Linked DNA regions of Mus musculus: region 1 is linked to region 2. Evidence: chromatin contacts called from public HiChIP or PLAC-seq data. All regions are on one chromosome and are shown on one strand. Each heading gives the region's core, a stretch centred on a gene start, on an enhancer-like site or on the middle of the called end of the contact. The rest is flanking DNA. Distances are from core to core; before and after follow the strand shown. Region 1 has its middle 99 kb from the start of Gm41394. Region 2 overlaps Pced1b (PC-esterase domain containing 1B).

Evidence for each region. HiChIP or PLAC-seq counts read pairs in DNA pulled down with a chosen protein or histone mark.
Region 1: a contact with region 2 is called in an H3K4me3 HiChIP or PLAC-seq map of bone marrow-derived macrophages, with 2.5 times the contacts expected there. The contact joins two enhancer-like sites. A contact is called at or near these places in 1 of 484 Hi-C or Micro-C datasets (nephron progenitors), 4 of 115 datasets of contacts at active chromatin or transcription factors (CD8 T cells, bone marrow-derived macrophages, large pre-B cells and 1 more) and 3 of 9 other capture datasets (adipose tissue, liver and pancreatic islet).

Annotation. Positions count from the first base shown.
Region 1 is chr15:97,518,011-97,523,756 of GRCm38.p6, reverse strand. No RefSeq gene overlaps it. Among named protein-coding and RNA genes, the nearest start is that of Gm41394, 99 kb to the left of the region's middle. Within about 2 kb of position 3,121, at least 59 of the 459 cell types and tissues checked have an H3K27ac peak or open chromatin away from gene starts, as enhancers often do. A contact at or near this core is called in CD8 T cells, bone marrow-derived macrophages and memory CD8 T cells, where this site is marked.
Region 2 is chr15:97,359,355-97,365,896 of GRCm38.p6, reverse strand. Pced1b (PC-esterase domain containing 1B) reads right to left here. Exons shown (of 6, transcript NM_172293.4): 4 at 4,562-4,697. Among named protein-coding and RNA genes, the nearest start is that of Gm33325, 5.2 kb to the right of the region's middle. Within about 2 kb of position 4,741, at least 164 of the 459 cell types and tissues checked have an H3K27ac peak or open chromatin away from gene starts, as enhancers often do. A contact at or near this core is called in CD8 T cells, bone marrow-derived macrophages and memory CD8 T cells, where this site is marked.

The DNA.
Region 1 (5,746 bases), core at 1,872-4,371, 160 kb before region 2:
CCATGCTAGGAGCATCAGAAGGAAGAACTGGCAGGGGTCTGGGCTCTTAGTGACTGACGTCAGCCACATCTGTCTGGATTCCCAGTGGATTTCTTTTAGGAGAGAAGAATGGATTTCTGTGGTAGATCTGCATCTCTAGCCTTGAAATTAGAGAAAGCATGAGAGGTTTGTGAGTGGGGTGAGATGTAAGCAGGGAGAGGCCTTTTCAGAAGAACACGTTACAGCTGAATAAATGGTATTCTGTGGTATTGAGGGAACCCAGCTGACCCATTTACTCACTAAGATGATTTTGGTTTCTCCTGTTTTTAACTATTATAAATGATTATGGTGATATTATCAGATATGTATAATACTGCTGTGAACAGACACCATGACTAAGGCAACTCTTATAAAGGACAACATTTAATTGGGGCTGGCTTACAGGTTCAGAGGTTCAGTCCATTATCATCAAGGTGGGAACATGGCAGCATCCAGGCAGGCGTAGTGCTGAAGGAGCTGAGAATTCTACGTCTTCATCTGAAGGCTACTAGCAGAATACTGGCTTCCAGGCAGCTAGGATGAGGGTGTTAAGCCCACACCCACAGTGACACACCTACTCCAACAAGGCCACACCTTGCAATAGTGCCACTCCCTGGGCTGAGCATATATAAACATCACACATTACTGCTGAATAAATAGTATTCTGTGGTATTGAGGAAACACAGTTAATCCATTTACTGACAAAGATTATGTTGGTCTTTCCTGTTTTTAACTATTACAAATGGCTATGGTGATATTGGCAGATATGTACAGGTTTGGGGGCTAACATACACATCTTTATTTTCTGTGATAAACTGTGACAATCATATGGAATTCTCACAGTTGGGTGTTTAGTTTTCTAAGAAACTGGAAACATATTTTCCCGAGTGTTTGTGCCATGTAGAGCAATGTAGGAGAGGTTGAGTTTTCCTGTTTTGTCACCAGCTTTGGGCACGGTCATAGGATTTTCTATTTGACATCTTATTTTAGCCTGGATTTGAATTTTGTGGCTAGTGATGTTGTGTTTTTTTGTTTTGTTTTTGTTTTTTTTTTTTTTGTCCTCTCTCTTTCTCTCAGTGAGGAAGACTATTTCGTAGCTACTTCTTGAGAATGTATTTGATCGAGGTGGGGCAGGAACGGTGGGGTTCATGGCAGCTGCAGAGTGTGGCTGGGACCTCTCACCTCTGAGCAGACCAGGAAACAGCGACAGGGGCAGGCTTTGCTCCTCAGGTCCCATCCTCAGTGAATTATTTCCACCAACCAAGCCCCACTACTTTCTTGAAGGTTCCCGAGGTCCCCAAAACAATTACCAGCGGGGGACCAAGTGTTCACATACAGTAGTGTGTGGCAGACATGTCACATTTGACTCATACCTTTCTGTCCCAGGCGCCCTAGGTATACAGCCACTTCATAATGTAGAATGCACACCGCACAACGTCAGAAGTCTCCCTAGTCTTAACAGTTGCAACGGTGCCTAAGAGTGCACGGTCCAAAGTCTCCTGAGAGGCTTTGTAAACGTCAGAAAACAAGGAGCACACTTCTGCTATACAGTGGCACAATCATTACTGTTCCTGGAGCCATTGGGACAAAAGGATGGACAAAGCAGGACACACCAGGACAAACACACCGGACCCTGCAGCCTCTTGCTCAATAGCTAGGTAGCATCCTCTGGGCTCCAGTGGGCTTAGGTAGCCCCACCCCTCTGCCTGAAGTGTGCATGGCCTCTCTCTTGGGCCAGTTCTATGCAGTGGTGGCTGATGGCATCATCAGGTAGCCCACATTCCCAGATATTCAGTAGACGGGAGTCCCCATTGCAGCCTAGGTTTCCCATCACAGTTTCATGTGCAGCCCACTCTGGAGCTCCACACAGGGAATCTACACACACACACACACACACACACACACACACACACACACGCACACACGCACACACACCACACACACATACACACCACACACACCCCCACACCACACACACACACATACACACACACATGCACACACACCACACACACACCACACACACACACACACACCACACACACACACACACACACACACACACACACACACACACACACCACACACACACCACACACACATACACACCACACCCCCACACACACCACACACACCACATACACACACACACCACATACACACACACCACACACACACACACCACACACACACACACACACCATTCACCACACCACACACACACACACACACACACACACACACACGCACACGCACACGCACACGCACACACACACACACTACCTATCTTCAGTGGCTTTCTGATACTTTAATGCAAGCCTCCATGTTCTCATGGACCCTGTCTTAGTCAGGGTTTCTATTCCTGCACAAAACATCATGACCAAGAAGCAAGCTGGGGAGGAAAGGGTTTATTCAGCTTACACTTCCACACTGTTGTTCATCACCAAAGGAAGTCAGGACTGGAACTCAAGCAGGTCAGGAAGCAGGAGCTGATGCAGAGGCCATGGAGGGATGTTACTTACTGGCTGGCTTCCTCTGGCTTGCTCAGCTTGCTTTCTTATAGAACCCAAGACTACCAGCCCAGGGATGGCACCACCCACAATGGGCCCTCCCACTCTTGATCACTGAGAAAATGCCTTATAGCTGGATCTCATAGAGGCATTTCCTCAAGGGAGGTTCCTTTCTCTGTGATAACTCTAGCTTGTGTCAAGTTGACACACAAAACCAGCCAGTACAACTCCTGAATTCTATACACCAGACAAATTGGCAATATGTGAACAACACCAACCTTCGTTGCCACCCTGGCCTGATCTTGAACAAATGCTCCTGTGTGCCATTGTGTCAGACCATGGAAAAGCATTTCACTATGGTCCCTGGGAAAGTGTTCCCCTCTATGGCTCTGCTTCAGCAGGCTCCCCTTGGAGACTCTCTGTGATTAGAAACATTCACTCCAAATGTGTTTTTATTATTATACTCCAGAGTCTTTGGTGGGTGAGGGTTTGTCCTCATAGAATCTTTCCTGTTGCCCCAGTGTAAAGTGGGTCCCTCTCCAGTGGCATCTGTCTTTCTAACCATTACAGTTACTGTGTCTGTAGCTTCCTCTTGCAGATTGTCTGCAACGTTAACCACATTCATGTTCCCACCCTTTCCACACTTCCTGTACCATCATCTCTTTCACACACTGCAACTCTGGCTAAGCGCATTGAGCAGTAACCATCCCATAGCCTGAAGGCTCTATTGACCCTAAATTTCCTCCACCAGATGACTTAATCCATTGCCTTTTGATACAGCCACATTCATATTTCAAGGGATAGGCAACAGGGAACCAACCAGGTGCTCTGCCAGAAAAGAACATGAGTGGCTTCTAGCTTCCGTTCTGAAGCATCATGGTCACCATCTTTACTGTGTCGTATGTGGTCTTCCGAACTCCCAGCAGACAGAGTGACCTACTAAGCTCTGTTGACTGCACTCTCCAGACTTCAGTTATGAACTCTTCCCCATTTCTTCCGCAAACCATTTCTACAGACGCATCACCAGGTTTATCACAGAATCTGGCTCTCTGGTACCATATTTCCTTCCTTTTTTTCATGACAGTGAAAAATGCCTGACGAGGCACGACTTACGGGAGGAAAGGCTGACCTTGGCTTGAGATACAGTCCACATGTTAGGGAGGGAACAGTGGGGTTTACTGTGGTGAGAGATATGAGCCATTTGTCATATTCTTGGTTGGTATGTTCTCTTGTTATATACCTGTCTTTCCACGTTGGACTTCAGAGAGGCAAAAAGCTCTACATCTGGTTTTCTTTTTTTTTCTTTTTTTTTTCTCTTTATTCATTATATGTAAGTACACTGTAGCTGTCTTCAGACACTCCAGAAGAGGGAGTCAGATCTCGTTACGGATGGTTGTGAGCCACCATGTGGTTGCTGGGATTTGAACTCCTGACCTTCGGAAGAGCAGTCGGGTGCTCTTACCCACTGAGCCATCTCACCAGCCCTTTTTTTTTTTTTTTTTTATTACATCTGGTTTTCAATTATTTCTGTTATGGTGTCATGTCAAATAAGTTTCTACCCTCCTGTGTGATGTTGTAAAAAATTTCTCTGATTTACATTTAAAGGTGAGATTTATTTTAAATTAGCTTTTTATGCGACAGGAGGTTTGCATTGAAGTTTTCTTCGGTTTTTCCAATGGATATCAAGTTGTTCCAGTACTTATATATATGTTTGCACTGCTATCGGTTTTTTTTTGAGCTGCTGTTGTGCTTTCTGTAAACAATCAGATATCTATCTATATGTGCATGCAGAAAAGTCTTGGTTCCCCATTCTGTCCTATTAATCTCAGTATCCATTCCTCTGCCAATTCCAGAGGGCTTCTTCACTGCATTGCCACATCTTTGCATGGCTCCAGGGTCTTGACCTGATTGCCATGATGAAGCAATCAAGAAATGACAGACAAACAGACATAGAAAAAGCTAGGGCCTGGTAGCCTGGGCTCTCTGATGGAGAAGCCGCAGCGCCTGCAAACACATGCGCATGCGCATGCGCATTCTCCGTAGGGGAACAGTCTGGGCTGTCAAGATCCACACTAGGGCCAAGAGAAGGCTTTGCCACTCTCACCATCAAGTGAGCTGGGAAATGCTCCCTTCTCTTTTAATCTGTGCAAGAAATTACGCAGAAGCAGTGCGGCTTCCTTTAAACTATTTTATAGAATTTTCCAATGGAGCAATCTCTGTTTTCCCGGAATCTTATAGAACAAAATTTTTTTAAAAATTCACAGAAAGAACTCATCCGATTTCGTATTATACCATACTATTCTCACCCCATGGGGTCGGAGGAGTATTTTTTAAAAAGATTTATTTATTTATTTTATGTATGTGAGTAGCTGTACAGATGGTTGCGATGCTGGGATTTGAACTCGGGACCTCCAGAAGAGCAGTCAGTGCTGCTAACCGCTGAGCCATCTCTCCAGCCTCAGAGGGGTATTTTGCAAGTTTCAAGTATACTCTCTGGTCCCAGCAGTGATAAGGTTCTGAGGAAGAACTGCTTGATGCGAGGTGGGAGAGTCAGGACAATCCTGGTGGGCAGGATGAAGGCAGAGACAGCTCTGTGGACCATCTGAAGACTCGGCACGATGAAGTTATCAGGAAACCATCAGATATGTCAGAGAATAGAATCGCTTATAAACGTAATATGCACGTATGTGTGCAGGACGCCGAGAATGGCTGCGTGTTGGGATGAAAAAGAAGCTTAGAACCTGGGAGAGGCGCCTATTCTCTGTGAGGTGTTGGCTGTAGGGTTGGATCGTCCTGATCCTGAACAACCGAACCCAGCCAACTCCAAATTCACAGCTCCATGCCCATTAAGGTACCACTGTATGAAACAACCACAACCCAGCAGGCAAAGGAAGCAGGTGCCCTCCGTCCATACAATCCCCCTGATGGATGGATGAATACCTGTCCCTGGTTCAGAAAGAGCCTGGGGACGTGGTTGTCACTGCATTTCTCTTCCTGAGCTCATTCTGCTCTGTCAGCACTGCCAAGGACGAGGGTCACAGACTGTGACAGACTGATTAGCTTTCAGAGGACTAGACATGGCCCCAGGGAGCTGTAGGATGCTACGGCCCGCTGTCCTCCCACACTGGGCCAAGGCTGCCTCCTGCCCTTCGTCTGCCCTGTGATAGACTCTGATGTGTCTGGGTCCCCAGCTGGCTGGAGGCTCTCGTGACATCAAG
Region 2 (6,542 bases), core at 3,492-5,991:
AACTAGACCAAAAGGTCATGAGTTCTAACCCAGTCTGGACCACTCGGCAAGACCTTGCCAACACATAAATAAACCTAACTTTGAGATCTGAATTAAAACATCTCATGAAAAAAAAAAAAGGTGCTGGTGTGATGGCTCAGTGGGTAAGAGTACCCGACTGCTCTTCCAAAGGTCCAGTGTTCAAGTCCCAGCAACCACATGTTGGCTCACAACCATCTGTAACGAGATCTGACGCCCTCTTCTGGTGTGTCTGAAGACAGCTACAGTGTACTTACATATAATAAATAAATAAATCTTTAAAAAAAACATCTCATGAGTTCTGCTTCAGCAAGAGAACTAAGTTTATACTAAGTCAGTATATGTCAACTTCTCGTTGGTTGTTGCTAAGCAAGGACTTAGGAGGTTTGAGAATGGATGAATCAAGAGACCCAAGATGCCAGTCTGTTGCTCTGCCTTGAATCTGTCCACAAGCTGTCTTGGAATCCTTTTGCGCATGGGCTTTGCAGGTCAACAGAGTCCTCATCTCTTGGGCCACTTGACTCTTCTACACCCATTTCCAGTGTCAGAAACTGAATGTTCGGACTGAGCAGCAGAGTTTGGATTTGCTCTAGGTAGTGGTATGTGCCGGGGTGCGGCTCCACATAACCACAGGTAGCTTGGCTCAGTTCGCCTATTGGTAGTTCTGGCAGATATCCCGAGCCCTACAGCAAACAAAGTTGTTAGGATAGTCAGCCGAGCGTGGCGTGCCAACCACTGATGCCTGGGTTGTTCTTAGCCAATGTTTTGAGAAAGGACAATGCATTCCTGTTGGCCTCAGCCCATCTCTGTGTAGCTCAGCATGGAGACACCACCCTCAGGTTTTACAATGGAGGGATCCTCTTGCCTTGTAGCTGCTCAAGACATCCTGTGCCCTTAAGTCTCCAGTAAAGTGAGCTAGAGAGATGGCTCAGCCATTAAGAGCACTCACTGACTGCTCTTCCAGAGGTCCAGAGTTCAATTCCCAGCAACCACACGGTGACTTACAACCATCTGCAATAGGGTCTGATGCTCTCTTCTGGTGTGTCTGAAGAGAGCAATAGTGTACTTATGTACATAAAATGAATGAATAAATAATCGTTTAAAAGTCTCCAGTAAAGTGCGATTTGTGCAATCTGGGTCATTGGCCCCTTCTCCTTGGTGTCTCAGGTCCCTTCTACCTGTGGCCTCTGGCTCTAAACTACTGGGAGTGAGGTTTCAAAACAATATATGTTCATCTATGCCTTCCTCATATATATAAATAATACTCTGAATGATTAGCCATAAGTAAAATACAAAGGCTTATAAGCACCCTGTGTTATGGGCTGTGATGGTTTGTATATGCTTGGCCCAGGGAGTGGCACTATTAGGAGGTGTGGCCTTATTGGAGTAGGTGTGTCACTCGTGGGCGTGGGCTTAAGTCCCTCATCCTGGCTGTCTGGAAATCAGTCTTCCACTAGAAGCCTTTAGATGAAGATGTAGAACTCTCAGTTCCTCCTGCACCATGCCTGCCTGGATGCTGCCATGTTCCTGCCTTGATGATAATGGACGGAACCTCTGAACCTGTAAGCCAGCCTCAATATAACATTGTCTTTTTTTTGTTTGTTTGTTTGTTTTTTTTTGTTTTTGTTTTTCGAGACAGGGTTTCTCTGTGTAGTCCTGGCTGTCCTGGAACTCGCTCTGTAGACCAGGCTGGCCTCGAACTCAGAAATTCACCTGCCACTGCCTCCCAAGTGCTGGGATTAAAGGCATGCGCCACCACGCCCGGCTAACATTGTCTTTATAAGAGTTGCCTTGGGGGCTCAGCTATCATGAGCACTGACTGCTCTTTCAGAGGTCCTGAGTTTAATTCCCAGCAACCACATGGTGGCTTCCCTGCCCTCTTATGGTGTGTGTGAAGCCAGTGACAGTGTACACACACACACACACACACACACACACACACACACACAGACACACATACACACATTTTAAGAGTTGCCTTGGTCATGGTGTCTGTTCACAGTGGTAAAACCCTAACTAAGACATGGCACAGCTCCAGGCTGTCCTGAGAGCATCCTGTAGGAACAGACTGCGGGTGGATAAGAATGATGTAGGTTGTCTTGAGGCTGGGGAGGCTGAACAGCCTTTCCCATTCCAGCTAGGTTCAGTCGTGAGCTTGGCCGTGCAGCAGGCTCCCTAAAGTTTGTAACCCTTTACACAAATGATACTCAAACGGCGCCTGAGAAAAGAGGCCTTTCGTTCTATCAGAAACGCGTCTCTCACCTGTAGACAATACGGGGAGACGCCAAGCCCCTCGCTTAGTGTGTTCTGATTCCCGTTCTCCGCACAAGTGAGACCTTCATCCATATTTGATGTCACATGGTTCTTTCTCATTCTGCAGACCTGAACCTACACATCTCATTCCCTCTCCCCGAGGCCCTCAGGGCCTCTCATTGTTCTCAGCGTCTCACACGCTCACCACTGCCTTTCTTCCCCAGTCCACCCATATCAGAAGCTTTATCCTAGCCAGGGCCGGGGTACACGCTTTTGACCCCAGCACCCAGGAGTTAGAGGCAAGGCAGGAGGTCAAGGCCAGCCTGGTCTATGTAATGAGCTCCAGGTAATGTAGAACTACACTTTGAGACCTTGTGTTAAAACCTCAAAAAACAAAAACCCTTCATCCTTAGACCTAAAAGAACGCCCGGGAGGGCCCAGGCAGCAGGAGCTAACGGAGACCATGCCAAGTCTTTCATAGTCATAATCTGCACTTTAAACTGTTCTCTTAAAAATATTATATTAGCCAAGCGGTGGTAGCACACACCTTTACTCTCAGCATTGGGGAGATAGAGGCAGGAAGATCTCTGAGTTTGAGGCTAGCCTCAGCTACAGAGTGAGTTCCAGGACAGCCAGGGCTACACAGAGAAACCCTGTCTTGAAAAGCAAACAAAACAAAACAAAACACAAAACAAAAAAACAAAACCAAGACTTTTAATTTTCATTTTTGTTTTGTACTTGTCAAGCCTTCTACTGACAGTTTTTTTGTTTGTTTGTTTGTTTTGGTTTTTCGAGACAGGGTTTCTCTGTGTAGCCCTGGCTGTCCTGGAACTCACTCTGTAGACCAGGCTGGCCTCAAACCCAGAAATCCGCCTGCCTCTGCCTCCCAAGTGCTGGGGCTTATGTAAATGCTCTTCCCAGCTAAATCTAGGGTTGTGAAGGCGGTTCTGGTCAGGATGAAGACAGCTTGATGTTCTGTGGCACTCCTCCTCCCTTCTCCTACCAGATAAACACCCCCCACCCCCAGGCCCCCTAGGGCCTCTCACCTGGGCACAGTGCTCAGTCAGCAGCAGCCTTTAAAAATGCATGATAAAAAACAGCAAAGAACAAAGAGACATTTCTTATAAACTCCTCAACCTGACTTACTGCACATCTCCAGTCAGAAGCCTCCCAGTCCTCTTAGCCACCCAGCACAGGCAGGGAGAGCATGTGGCAAACTGCTCTGACTAGTCCACTTCTCTGGCCACAGCCTCTACCTCCTTTTACAGCAGGAATCACGGTGCACCTGACGCCTCGTCTCTCCAGTCTGTGTCCTAAGATGCTCATCTTGCCACTTTGCTGCCCTTCACAGACTGAGTGTGTGTGAACCTCAATAGTGTCTGAAGGCCCCGGCCTGCCTCCCTCTGTCAGGCATTTTAGCAGCCTGGGGGCCACTCCTCTGAGATGCCTGCAGGTCTCAGCCCACAGAATCTCCCTATTCTTTCAGGCTGCAATAGTCATTTTGAATATTCTAGCTCCAGTGCCTTTGATTGACAGAATCAACTATTGCAGCTGCCATTTCCTGAGAAGGACGCCCAGAGCCTCACACCCACTGTTACCTTTAGTGCCACCTACAGACTAGGAAGGAGTGTCCCGGGGAGGAAATATTTCCCAGAGGGCCCTGTTTGTCTCAAGTTGCAAGGTCGGGCCTGCCATAGCATCTAGCAGGAAAACTGAACCCTATTCCATGCCCACAGGGTGATGTCTACGAGGACTGAAACACCACAGCAAAGATGAGAGGCCGTTTTAACTTTTGATTTGGAGGGGAACAGAGGCTGCCACCAGTGACTGCCGTGGTTTCCGGTATGTCACGGGCCAGCATGTGTCTAGGGACAGTGGGTTTAGAAATCTAAGAGGGAATGGTGGACTCCAAGAATCAGAATCTTGGGAAACCCATTGATTTAAGGCTGTCTTATGATTATATTCCCAGGAGACCCTACTAAACCCTGGGGGCTTAGAGAGCTGTGTTAGCCAGCAACGTCTGAGGGAGAAACTGTCTTTTGCAGAATTTGATTGACCACAGACTGATATTTTAGGAGGAAGTAGGCTAAGAAAGCTGCAACTCTGGCCCCGCTACAGTGTTTGTTAATGAGAATTAGAGCAGGCGCTTACTATCGCTCTGAACAGAAAGAGGCTCCACACGTTCTGTGTGAGCATCAAGGTGGATATTGCAGGTCTGAGCCCCCGCTTTGTAGGTGGGGGGCTATGCCTAGTGTGCTCATGTCTGTTGTGGGGAGGGGCGCATACTTACATGTCTGTGCAAGGAAGATCCTATTGTCCAGTCCCTCCATCGCTGGGCGCCGAGAAGGAAAGAGGAAGGAAGGCGAGAGGAGAGAAAGGTGGTGATCTCCACGTTGCCTCGTTCTCATTGCCGAGTCATCCCGGCCCTGTGGAGAGAGTCAGCACTTCCTTCAGTGTCAGTGGGTGGTGCAGCTCTGGGGCAGTGGTAGGGCTTCCTCTTTGGTGGAGTTTATAAGGTGCAAACTTGGCTCTTCTCTGCATGAGCCCCGGTGCCAGCTCCCAGGCTAGCCATGCCAATACAGATCAGAGCCGCTGCCTGTTCTACACGCGTGGGACGGAGCCCTAAGCTAACTCAGTTCCCCAATCACCTTCAGGCCTTTTTCTTTTCTGCGGGCCTGGACCATAGGCTTCATTAAGGTCCTGCTGACCATTAGGGCTCTCCCACACTCCTGCCCTACTGAGTCGCCAGAGCTGCCAGACTGCCAATAGCAGTTCCCACGCCTGGCAGAGATCTCTGACACCGAAGCCAGGGACACTGGCTCCAGCTTCTCAGGATGAGTCTGTGGAGTCCATGATCTTACAAAGCAAACTACTTTTGGGGTCAGCAGACTCCGGATAAACCAGCAAGGATCAATTTCTGTAGTTTGGGGGGGCTAGAGCTTGGAGTAAGGGTGGATTGGAGCAGCATCCTGCCTACCTCCCACCTGGTTCCTCTATTTCTTTTACAATGACCAAGGGCAGTGCTTTAAACGGGTACTTTTTTTTTTTTCCATTTTTGGCTTGATTTTTGAGACAGGGTCTTACTATGTAGATTGGTCCGGAACAATCCGTGTAGACCAGACTGTCCTCAAACGCAGAGATCCACATCCCCTGCCTCCTGAATGCTGGGATTAAAGGCTGTGTCACTGTGCCTAGTCTCTTTCCTTTTGTGGTTGAGAACATTTTTGTTCCTGCTGAGGACCAAGGTTTGATTCCCAGCACTCACACGTCAGCTCTCAACCATCCATAATTCCAGTTTCGTAGGGTCTAATACCTTCTTCTCGCTTCCATGGGTACTAGGCACATACGTGGCACACAGACATACATGTGAATGTAACATTCATACATATAAATCTTTAAAACTGTAAAAGAGCTGTTTGTCTACTGGGTATGAATGTGAGTGAGCTTTGTCTTTCCACCGCGCAAGGTCTCAGGACCAAACTCAGGTCATGGGCTGGGCAGCAAGTGCTCTTACCCACTGAGCCATCTTGATGACCCCCCAAAGCTCACAATTTTTATTCTATTAGGGCATGCTTGGTTCACGTCTGTTTCCAAGTGTGGACAAGAAGACCATGAGTTCAAGGCTAGCCTCGCATACATAAGATGAGTTGCTGTCTCAAAACATCAACAGACCAAACCCTGATTTTCCCCACAGACAGAGTCTCCTAAGGTCCCATGTGGAAGTCCCTCAGTAGCCAAGCCTTGAATTCTGATCCTCCTGCCTCCGTCATATGCCTCCTTCCTACCTAGAGGCAAGAGCTCAGGTAGCTGATGTTGGCTTTGAATTCCTGATGCCTCCAAGTCTTGGGATTGTCGTCATGTACCAGCTCATTCTGTCCAAAAATCTATCATCTATCATCTATCTATCTATCTATCTATCTATCATCCATCTATCTGTCTGCCTATCTGTCTGTTTATCTATCAATCATCTATCTATCTATCTATCTATCTATCTATCAATCATCTGTCTGTCTGTCTGTCTATCTATCTATCTATCTATCTATCCCCTCCCTCTCCTGTTATGGTGGGGGGTAGGGATTCAAGACAGGGATTTCCTCTGTGTAGCCCCCTCCCCACCCACCACGTCCTGGAATTTACTCTATGGACCAAGCTGGCCTCAACTCTGCCTCTGGGATTGAAGGTGTGTGCCATTACTGCCTGGCCAAATCTCTTATTTTTAAGTGATTAATTCTGATAAAGGAGGCTGAACAAAGGGGAAGAGAACCTTTGCC